Regions from separate parts of the Neogale vison genome. Here region 2 is linked to region 1. The links are chromatin contacts, called in public Hi-C maps. All regions are on one chromosome and are shown on one strand. Each heading gives the region's core, a stretch centred on a gene start, on an enhancer-like site or on the middle of the called end of the contact. The rest is flanking DNA. Distances are from core to core; before and after follow the strand shown. Region 1 holds the start of LOC122889984 (MORF4 family-associated protein 1-like). Region 2 holds the start of GRPEL1 (grpE protein homolog 1, mitochondrial).

Region 1 (4,780 bases), core at 1,087-3,586:
GTCCCTTCAGTTACCCTACCTAAAACAGAGAACAAAAACCTACTGACTAGAACAATCCAAGGCAGTGGGAGAAAAATCCACCCAGGACAAAAAGCTGGGAGCAAGGGGTGAGAAAAGAGCAGTTAGAATCCTGGGTTTTTGGCAAGGGAAGCGAGGGCAAAAATGAACTATTGGGACTTCATCAAGATCAAAAGCTTTGGCACAGCAAAGGAAACAGTTAACAAAACCAAAAGACAACTGACAGAATGGGAGAAGATATTTGCAAACAACATATTAGGTAAAGGGCTAGTATCCAAAATCTATAAAGAGCTTATCAAACTCAACACCCAAAGAACAAATAATCCAATCAAGAAATGGGCAGAGGACATGAACAGACATTTCTGCAAAGAAGACATCCAGATGGCCAACAGACACATGAAAAAGTGCTCCACATCACTTGGCATCAGGGAAATACAAATCAAAACCACAATGAGATACCACCTCACACCAGTCAGAATGGCTAAAATTAACAAGTCAGGAAATGACAGATGCTGGCGAGGATGCGGAGAAGGGGAATCCTCCTACACCAAGCTGGTGTAGCTGGTGGGAATGCAAGCTGGTGCAACCACTCTGGAAAACATCATGGAGGTTCCTCAAAAAATTGAAAATAGAGCTACCTTATGACCCAGCAATTGCACTACTGGGTATTTACCCTAAATATACAAACATAGTGATCCGGAGGGGTATGTGTACCCGAATGTTTATAGCAGCAATGTCCACAATAGCCAAACTATGGAAAGAACCTAGATGTCCATCAACAGATGAATGGATAAAGAAGATGTGGGATATATATACAATGGAATACTATGCAGCCACCAAAAAAAATAAACTCTTGCCATTTGTGATGACACGGATGGAACTAGAGGGTATTATGCTTAGCGAAATAAGTCAATCGGAGAAAGACAACTATCACATGATCTCTCTGATATGAGGAAGTGGAGATGCAACACGGGGGGGTTGGGGGCAGGAAGGGAGGGAGACAAACCATAAGAGACTCTTAATCTCACAAGAGGGTTGGTGTGGGAGAGGGTGGTGGGGTTATGGACATTGGGGAGATGTATGTGCTATGGTGAGTGCTGTGAAGTGTGTAAACCTGGCAATTCACAGACCTGTACCCTTGGAGCTAATAATACATTATATGCTTATTAAAAAATTAAATAAAAAAGAAGAATCCTGGGTTTTTGACTTAAGGGCCCTGTCCCAGAAGAGGAAGTATGTGTGCTCATTAAGATGAGCAACTGTAGGGGCACCTGCCTGGCTCAGTGGGTTGGGCCTCTGCCTTTGGCTGGAGTCATGATCTCGAGGTCCTGGAATCCGCCCTCATCCGCCCTGCATCCGGCACTGCATCGGGCTCTCTCCTCGGCGGGGAGCCTGCTTACCCCCCTCTCTCTCTGCCTGCCTCTCTGCCTACTTGTGATCTCTGTCTGTCAAATAAATAAATAAAATCTTTTAAAAAAAAAAAAAAAGAGAAGAAAAGAAAGAGTAGACCCAAATGGCTCAGGTTCAAATTCTGACCATAAGCACGTGTTTTGTTGTTGTTGCTGCTTTTAGGATTTTTATTTATTTATTTGACAGAGAGAGAGAGAGAGAGAGATCACAAGCAGGCAGAGAGGCAGGCAGAGAGAGGGGGAAGCAGGCTCCCCACTGAGCAGAGAGCCCAATGCGGGGCTCCATCTCAGGACCCTTAGACCATGACCTGAGCCACCCAGGGGCCGCCGTAAGAGAGTTTTTTAGCCAGTTTTTCATCTATCAGCTTTGCTGTGAGGTTAAGTGAATTAAACTAAGCACTTAGAGTAGTGCGTTGCTGGATAGTAAGAGCTGTAAACATCAGCCTGTCTGATTTAAACACTAGGGAGGGAAAATTGCTTTCACTTAAAAAAAAAAAAAACAAAGTGAAAGTAAAAGCCTGGGATGCCCTCACAGAGGAGATATGCGAGGTACCGGGAGGATCCCAAAGGCTGATTGGGGGGCGGGGCGGGGACGGAAGCTGGGGGCGGTGGGCGTGCGCGCGCCCGCGACAGAGGCCCATCAGTGTGCGCGCGCCCGCCACGGGTCGGTCCCAGTCACGGCCGTAAGGGGGCCGGGCCACGTCGTGAAAGTGCCGCAAACAGTCCCACCGCCGGCCCCGGCCGGGAGTACCTCTTGTTGGCCGGGCCTAGGTGCGGGATCTGCTCCGGGTTCTTTCCCGGAGCGGCTCTGAGGAGGGAGGAGTAGATAGTTCGGGAGAACTGTTGACGCGCGGACGGCCGCAGGAACGGTTCATGCCCGCGCCCGTCCCCAGGGGCGCGGGCACGGAGAAGTGGCAGGACAGATGCGGCCCTTGGACATCGTCGGGCTGGCGGAGCCCGAGGAGGTGGAAGTGCTGGAGCCCGAGGAGGACTTCGAGCAGTTCCTCCTGCCCGTCATCAGCGAGATGCGCGAGGACATCGCGGCCCTCACGCGGGAGCACGGCAGAGCCTACCTGCGGAACAGGAGCAAGCTGTGGGAGATGGACAATATGCTCATCCAGATCAAAACGCAGGTGGAGGCCTCGGAGGAGAGCGCCCTCAACCATCTGCAGAACCCCGGCGACGGCGTGGACGGCAGGGCGGCCAAGAGATGCGAGAAGGCCGAGGAGAAGGCCAAGGAGATCGCGAAGATGGCAGAGATGCTGGTGGAGCTGGTGCGGCGGATAGAGAGAAGCGAGTCGTCCTGAAGGAGCGCGGGCGGTGAGGCGGGGCGTTGGCGGGGCCTGGCCGTGCCACAGCCAGATTCAGTAGCGTCTGGGTGGTCGTCCTGCTGCAGCAGTGAAGGTGAAGCTTCAGTCTCACTGAGTCCGAAATTGGGCAGGGGGAGCAAAGTTGAGGTTGAGAGGAAAATGGGTCCATGCTAGCTGGGACAGGTGCTAGAGCAGACAGTGATTTTTTGTGGCTCCTCCTGACTCCGCTGGTAATTAGAGAAACATTGGAATAACTTGGGGTTTGTCTTTGTGAAACTGAAAAGTCACCTCCGGAGGGACAGTTGCTGGAGGTAGAGCCGCCCTAGCACTGAGGAGGGTGGTGGCAGGGATGGGAAGAAAGCTTGGCCATTGAGCAAAATAGGGGCTGGTGAGAACACGGGAAAGAAACAGAGAAATGTGAAGCTGTAGGCCTGGACTAGAACTTTCCAGGTTCTTCTAGGAGGAGGCAGTGTCAGAGGACTCTTTCAGAGGCATTCTTGTGGATGGTTCTTTTTTTTTTTTTTTTTTTTTTTTTTTAATTTTTAACACCAGGATGCAGAAATCTGAGACTCCGTGTCTTGATGGTGAATTTCTTCCAGTTCTGCTTTAGGTTCACAGCTGATGGATGCTGGTCACCTGGGCTGACACCACAAGAAAGCTGAAGTAGCTTGTTTATTCTGTTTTTGTATGTTTCTTATCTGCATGCGACAGTCTCCCTCAGGGTCAGTGGTTGTGTAAGCGAGCCAAAAGAGAATTCTTCCCTCGGATGCACAGCAAGCCAGTAAAAGACTGACATGGAGATTTTGCAGTGAGGAAAGGTAGGCTATTTATTGGAGAACAGGGAGCTAAGGCTTCAAGTCCCAAACTGCCCGATGACTTACAGGTGAGGGTTTTTAAGTGCAAAATTTGGTCGGGGGTGTCTCAGCAGGTGGATGCTGTTGGTGGTTTGGAGGTGAAGTTGTGTTCACAGGCTTACTTAGTTACTCTGGTCCCACAGAGGTCTGTCTGTTCAATTTCGAGAGACTTAGAATTTGAAAAATATCTTTCTTTCTTTCTTTGTTTTTTAAGATTTTATTTGTCAGAGAGACAGAGCGCACAAGTAGCGGGAGCCACAGGCAGAGGGAGAAGCAGGCTCCCCACTCTACAAGGAGCCCAATGCGGGGTCAGTCCCAGGACCCTGGGATCATGACTTGAGCCAAAGGCAGATGCCTAACTGACTGAGCCACCCAGGCATCCCCAAAATGTCTTTCTTTCATTAGAGATTTCATTAGGTACATCTGGTGTTTCTGTGGTTAGGATGGTGTTGATCAGTGGCTTGTACACGCCTAAACAAGCTACTTGTCTGGGCATAAGTTAACGGGCTTGGATCCTTTGTGTTCCTTTGAATGATCAAGTATTCCTGGGTCTTGGGCCTGGGTCTGTGTGTTTCCTGGCCAGTCCAGCTGTGCCCCGGGAAGATAAGACCTCTTGAGTTCAAATCAGACATGTGTTTGATAAGTGTTCATTTGCCTTGAAAAAACAAAGATCTGTAGAAAATCTTTTTTCAAATAAAGATGTTGCTCAGAAGACCAAAGCCATTGTGTGTGTTTATCTATAGAAAATCGTTTTTCAAATAAAGATGTTGTTCAGAAGACCAAAGCCAGTGTGTGTGTTAATCCATTTCTTTTGAAATGGACACGCTTCTTTCAGCGCTGCCACCAGCAAGCGGGACCGAGCTGCTTGAAGTTTGGGGTTCTTGTGAGCCTGAAACTGGGAGGGAGAATTGCTTACAGCAGGTGGTGTGAGGACAGGTTGACAGAACTCTCAGCTTTTAACAGAGATGAACTTCAGGCCATCGTCTCGTCTCTGGCCTTGCTTCTCAGCAGCTGCGGTATGTTTAGTCTCTCAGTGGGAATAGAACATGCTTTCTGTCCCACCTGAGGCACCAGGAGCATGAAGGAAAGTCCCGGATAGGGAAGAGCTGGGACGAGTAATTGCACTGCCATGTGCTTGAGTATCCTGTGGGAGCACAAGGAGGGACTGAGCACTTATGGAAAAGCTCTT
Region 2 (4,780 bases), core at 838-3,337, 290 kb before region 1:
GCACTATGTACCGATGCTGTCAGTTCAAATAAACATTTCCAGATGGGAAAAAAAAAAAAAAAAGGATTATGGCTTCCTGGCAAGCCTGGACCAGCTGGTGGGTCACTGTCCCCAGCGTGGCCTCACATCGCGACATGGGACCTGGTGGCTATAACTCTCTCCTGACTGTCCTCATGCTGCACTGTAAGCTATTTGGGGTGCCCAGACTCCCTCTGAGCCCAAGTACATTAGAAAATGAGTATTTGTTCTTTAAACTTCACAATAAATATAATCCAAGTTTTTGGGTGCCTGGGTGGCTCAGTCGGTTAAGCATGTCCCTTTGGCTCAGGTCATGGTCCAGGGTCCTGGGATTGAGCCCCGCATCGGGTTCCCTGCTCAGCAGGGAGCCTGTTTCTCCCTCTCCTTCTGCCTCTTCCCCTGCTTGTGTGCTGCTTCTCTCTCAAACAAAAAATTAAAAAATCTTTTTAAAGAAATGATCTCAGTTTTACAGGTGAGCAGATCAAGGATTGTGGCTTGCCCAAAGCCAGTGAGAAACAAGGGCATTATCATGCTTATTTATTATAGTAAATTTCAAATATACCAAAGAAGAGTTACAATTTGGACGGTATTCACCATCCAGCCTCAACCATTTTCAACATTTTGCCATTTTCTATCTTTTTTTTTTACAGGAGTATTTATAAGGCAAATTCCAAACAGTATGGCAATATAGTGTAAATACTCCGTTTGCATTCCTCAACAAATGGGGCATTTTGACCTAACCACTACGCCGTTCTCTCTCTGTAACAAGTGTCACGACCTCCTTTACCATTCTGTTTGTATCCAAATTTCCCCTCACCGTGTCACAAATGTCTTTTGTGCAGTTGGTTTTTCCCATCATGATCCACATAAGGTCCTCACATCCATTTAATTGTGTCTTTTAAGCTTTAATTGTCAGACAGTCCTCCTTTTTTTCTTTTCCTTTAAGCTTTAATTGTCAGACAGTCCTCCTTTTTTTCTTTTCCTCCAGCCCCTTAATTAATAAACTGGGTCATTCTCCCCAGAACAGCCCCCATCCCAGATCTGGCGGCTGGCCTCCCCCGGCAGGTGTCGCAGACTACCGTTCAACACCGTCACTACTTCTGCGCGCGGAGAAGAGTTGGTCCTCCCCGACGTGACGTGCGGGCAGCCCTGCCCCTCACGGAAGCCACAGCTCCAGCCCCTGCCGCCCAGGCGGCAAGGGGCCCACGGGGTTGCGGCCAGGCGCGCTGGAGCAAGAGCCGGGTCAGAGTTCCGGGGCCCTCGCCAGACGGACGGCAGCCGAGGGTTAGTACCTCGGCCTTGGGGCCTGTGATCGAGCTGCAGTGGCCGTTGCCACTTGGGTTCATGACCTTCAGCTGTGTCCCAGAGCCCCCTAGGCGCCGAGCTCCTCGCCACAGTGTGTGTTTTACTCGGAGAAGCGAGGGCACAGCGCAGAGAACCAGCGTCTGCCCGCGTCTCCATCCACCCTCCAGCGTCCACGCGGGCCCATCCGCCCCTGGGTTCCCGCCCCGGCTCTGACAGGAGCCCCCCTCGGTCCCCACCGCGGACCCGACCCGGCACCCGGCCTCTCACCGCGCCGGGCGTCCCGAAAGGCCGCACAGGCCCAGCGCGCACACGGAGCTTGCACAACGCGCTCCCACAGCGAAATGCGGCGCAAGCGCCGAAGGGTCGGCCGGACGCGAGTCTCCCGGGCCGAGAGCCGCACTTCCGGCGCCCCGCCCCCCCACGCTTTGTCCCCATTGGTTCTTCCTGGACCGTGCCCCGCCCGCGAGCTTCTCCTCCCACGATTCCCTCCACCTTTCACCTCCTCACCTTCCGAGCCCCGGAAGCCTCCAACCCCGCCCACCAGGAGGGAAAGAGCGGAGAGCCGCGGCGGGTGAGGGGGGTTGGCGGGGCGTGCTCTCAAGCGGCCCATAGTATTGGTTACTATTGTCTGTCCATCAGAGGAGAAGCAGTTACGGACTGGCTGAAGGGAAGTGTTTGGGCGGGGACGAAGGCAGAGAGTCATCGCGAGTGGCCACGCCCCCTAGGGGGCGGGCCAGCGGGCTAAGCGCATGCCCAGTGCGTGCGCAGTGGCGGCGGCGGCGGCGGCAGTCATGGCGGCTCGGTGTGTGAGGCTGGCGCGGCAAAGTCTCCCAGCTTACCTGTCTCTCAGGTAAGGAGCGCTCGGCTGCCCGTGGCGGAAGAAGGACGATGTCCTCAGTGCGGCTTCCACGCAGACCGAGGCCGCGCCGGGGGTCCGGCCCGGAGAGGGGCGTCGTGGGCCCCGCGGTTCGCCAACGCGGCACGCGGACCCCCCGCCCGGGGCCTGGCCCGCTGCTGGGGCTGAGCTGCCCAGCGTACCGGCCCACGCGCGCTCGCGCCCGGGATCTGGCGGGCCGCCCAAGGCCAGGTCGCGCGCGGGTGCGCGTGCTCGGGCAGCGCCAGGCTTGGTCTGCCAGGCGTTCGGGCTCGTTCCGAACCTGGGCCCGGTTCCTTTCGGAGTGCAGGCCAGAAGCGCTGCGAGGGCCGCCCCGCCATGGAGGGAGCAGTTTAGGTGGACCGTCCAGGGCCCTCCCCGTTCTTTTAGCCGGCGGCCTCTGCCATTCGAAGTCCTAGCTCGAAAGGTAATTTGGCAAGTCTTAGCGTCGCCTTGGCCGGAGGAACGGCTCCGAACCGTGTACTTCACGGAGAAGCTGCTCGGGCCAAACGTTGGGTAGCAGCCGGGCAGAGCCGAAGTTGGACTTCTCTTCAGACGCGCTGGCTCGCGAGGACCTGGAGACCCGGCGGGTGGGGCGAGGATGACCTCCGGTGGTTGGGGGTCACACTGTGATTGCCAGCCTCGGAAATTACAGAAAGCGACACATGCGGACAGAGCCTTGAGCACCCGCATTCCCGGGGTTGCTCAGGTAGTCTGTGGTTTTGTATCTGAATTAGTTAGAAAGCAGTCACAAAAGTAGCAATAACTTTCTGTTCTTGAGGACTAGCTAGCTGATTGTGGAAAGAGGCTCAAACGGGGACTCAGGTGGAGTCCTGGTCCTAACTCTGAGAGGGGGCTAAGCTCTGACTGCCTGGCTGCATCCCCTCCATGGCTGAGCAGCAGAATAGGTACAGAGGCTGTGACTGTCATATCCAGGAATCAGCACTGCTAAGAAAGATGACCGGCCTCACAACAACATATGCAGTTGTTGAATTACCAGCTTCTTTAAATCACAGAAATAAAATACAATAAAAGGCTTAATGCACTCCACTCCGCAGACTAATGGATCCTTCCATTCTTCTGGAGGCCTAAGACACAGGTATACATATACAGGATTTCTGGGGTTTGTCCTGACAGAGAGGCTTCATGCTTTGTCTACTTCTCTAAATTGCATTTCGTACCTCCCAGTACATCTGTAGTGTATCCCAGAGGTGAGAGTTTGACATTCTTGTTCACAGCCACAGAATATTCCAGGTTGTGGAAGTGACAGTGTGTTCAGCAGTGTCCCCAGCCTGTTGCTGTATTGTGTTGCCCTAAACATTCTTGTACACATAATCTGTGTACTGATAGCTCTCCTGTTCTTTGAGGCAGTTCCCTTTATTCTAGGAAGAAGATTGTACTTCTTTTCAGATTGAAATGTGGTGCCATTAAGAAGAACTCTTAGCAGGGTGCCTGGGTGGCTCAGTCCTTAAGCATCCGCCTGCGGCTCAGGTCATGATCCCAGAGTCCTGGGATCAAGTCCCACATCAGGCTCCCTGCTCTTCGGGGTGACTCCTTCTCCCTCTCCCACCCCCCTGCTTGTGTTCCTTCTCTCACTGTCACTCTTTCTCTGTCAAATAAATAAAATCCTAAAGAAAAAAAAAAAAAGACGAAGAAGAACTCTTAGAAGAAATCTGATTTTAAGCTTAGAGGAGAAATCTGGTCCTGGTGAAGAAGTCTAAGTTTAAGACCATTCTGCCATTCATCAATAACTTTCTGACCTTGGGCTTATCACTTAACCTTTTTCATGTGAGGATCAGATTGGATAAAGTTTTGAGTACTTCCAGTACTGGGTTTAGAGCTGCTTGTTTCCCTCCATATATCCCCCTGCTTTCCTATCTCCAGTGTGGACTCCTTATGTGTAACTCTTACCTATCCTTCAGAGCCCCTCTGTACAAAGCCTTTCATGGTCTTCCATTTCCCCAAAGTTATAAACATTCTACCCTGAGCCTCCTAAAGCATGATTCCTTCTTTATCACTTTTAAACCCAAAATCAGACTGTCTGTAGATGCCTTTTTTGAAAGTAAGTACCCTATGGGCAGGATCTCTGCCCAGTCTGCCCTTGTCCTCTACATCAGCACAAGACCTCACTTCTCCTAGGAGCTACTCACTCAATATGTGATGGGTGTGGATGACCATACATCCACAGAAGGAGGTGTTTGGAAGGGGAAGAAGAGGTTAGTTCCATAGCCTTGGTACATTGACAAACTAGTTTATACACAGAAGGTTGTATATAAGTTAGTACCTTCTGTACATAATATGCTGTCTGGCTTTATTAGATCTAAGATAAATTCATTCCACCTCACACATCAGTAGCAAATATTTTTAAATTATCTCAAGTTTCTAAACTGATACATCAGACTTGTAAGCCAAAAGTCCAGTCTTAATTCCCAGTGCTATGCATTTGCCTTAGACCATCTCCTCGACTGCTGTGCACAGCTACAAAACAGAAGAACAGTGGCCAGAACCTGGAAGAGGACGTGAGTCAGAAAGAACAGAAGACAGATACTCCTTCCCCAGAGAAGATACTCCTGGACGAGAAGG

The links. Hi-C and Micro-C count contacts between places; a contact is called where the count stands out from the background.
Region 2: a Hi-C map of muscle shows a contact between it and region 1, with 4 times the contacts expected there. The contact joins the promoter of GRPEL1 here to the promoter of LOC122889984 in region 1. A contact is called at or near these places in 2 of 3 Hi-C or Micro-C datasets (fibroblasts and muscle).

The regions. Positions count from the first base shown.
Region 1 is chr11:64,661,908-64,666,687 of ASM_NN_V1, reverse strand. LOC122889984 (MORF4 family-associated protein 1-like) reads left to right here and starts at 2,336. Exons shown (of 1, transcript XM_044225624.1): 1 at 2,336-3,831. The coding sequence starts at 2,351. The coding sequence ends at 2,734.
Region 2 is chr11:64,954,858-64,959,637 of ASM_NN_V1, reverse strand. GRPEL1 (grpE protein homolog 1, mitochondrial) reads left to right here and starts at 2,087. Exons shown (of 4, transcript XM_044267840.1): 1 at 2,087-2,173; 2 at 4,650-4,780. The coding sequence starts at 2,115. It overlaps LOC122919073 (a long non-coding RNA gene), which reads right to left and starts at 1,693. Exons shown (of 2, transcript XR_006386736.1): 1 at 1,591-1,693.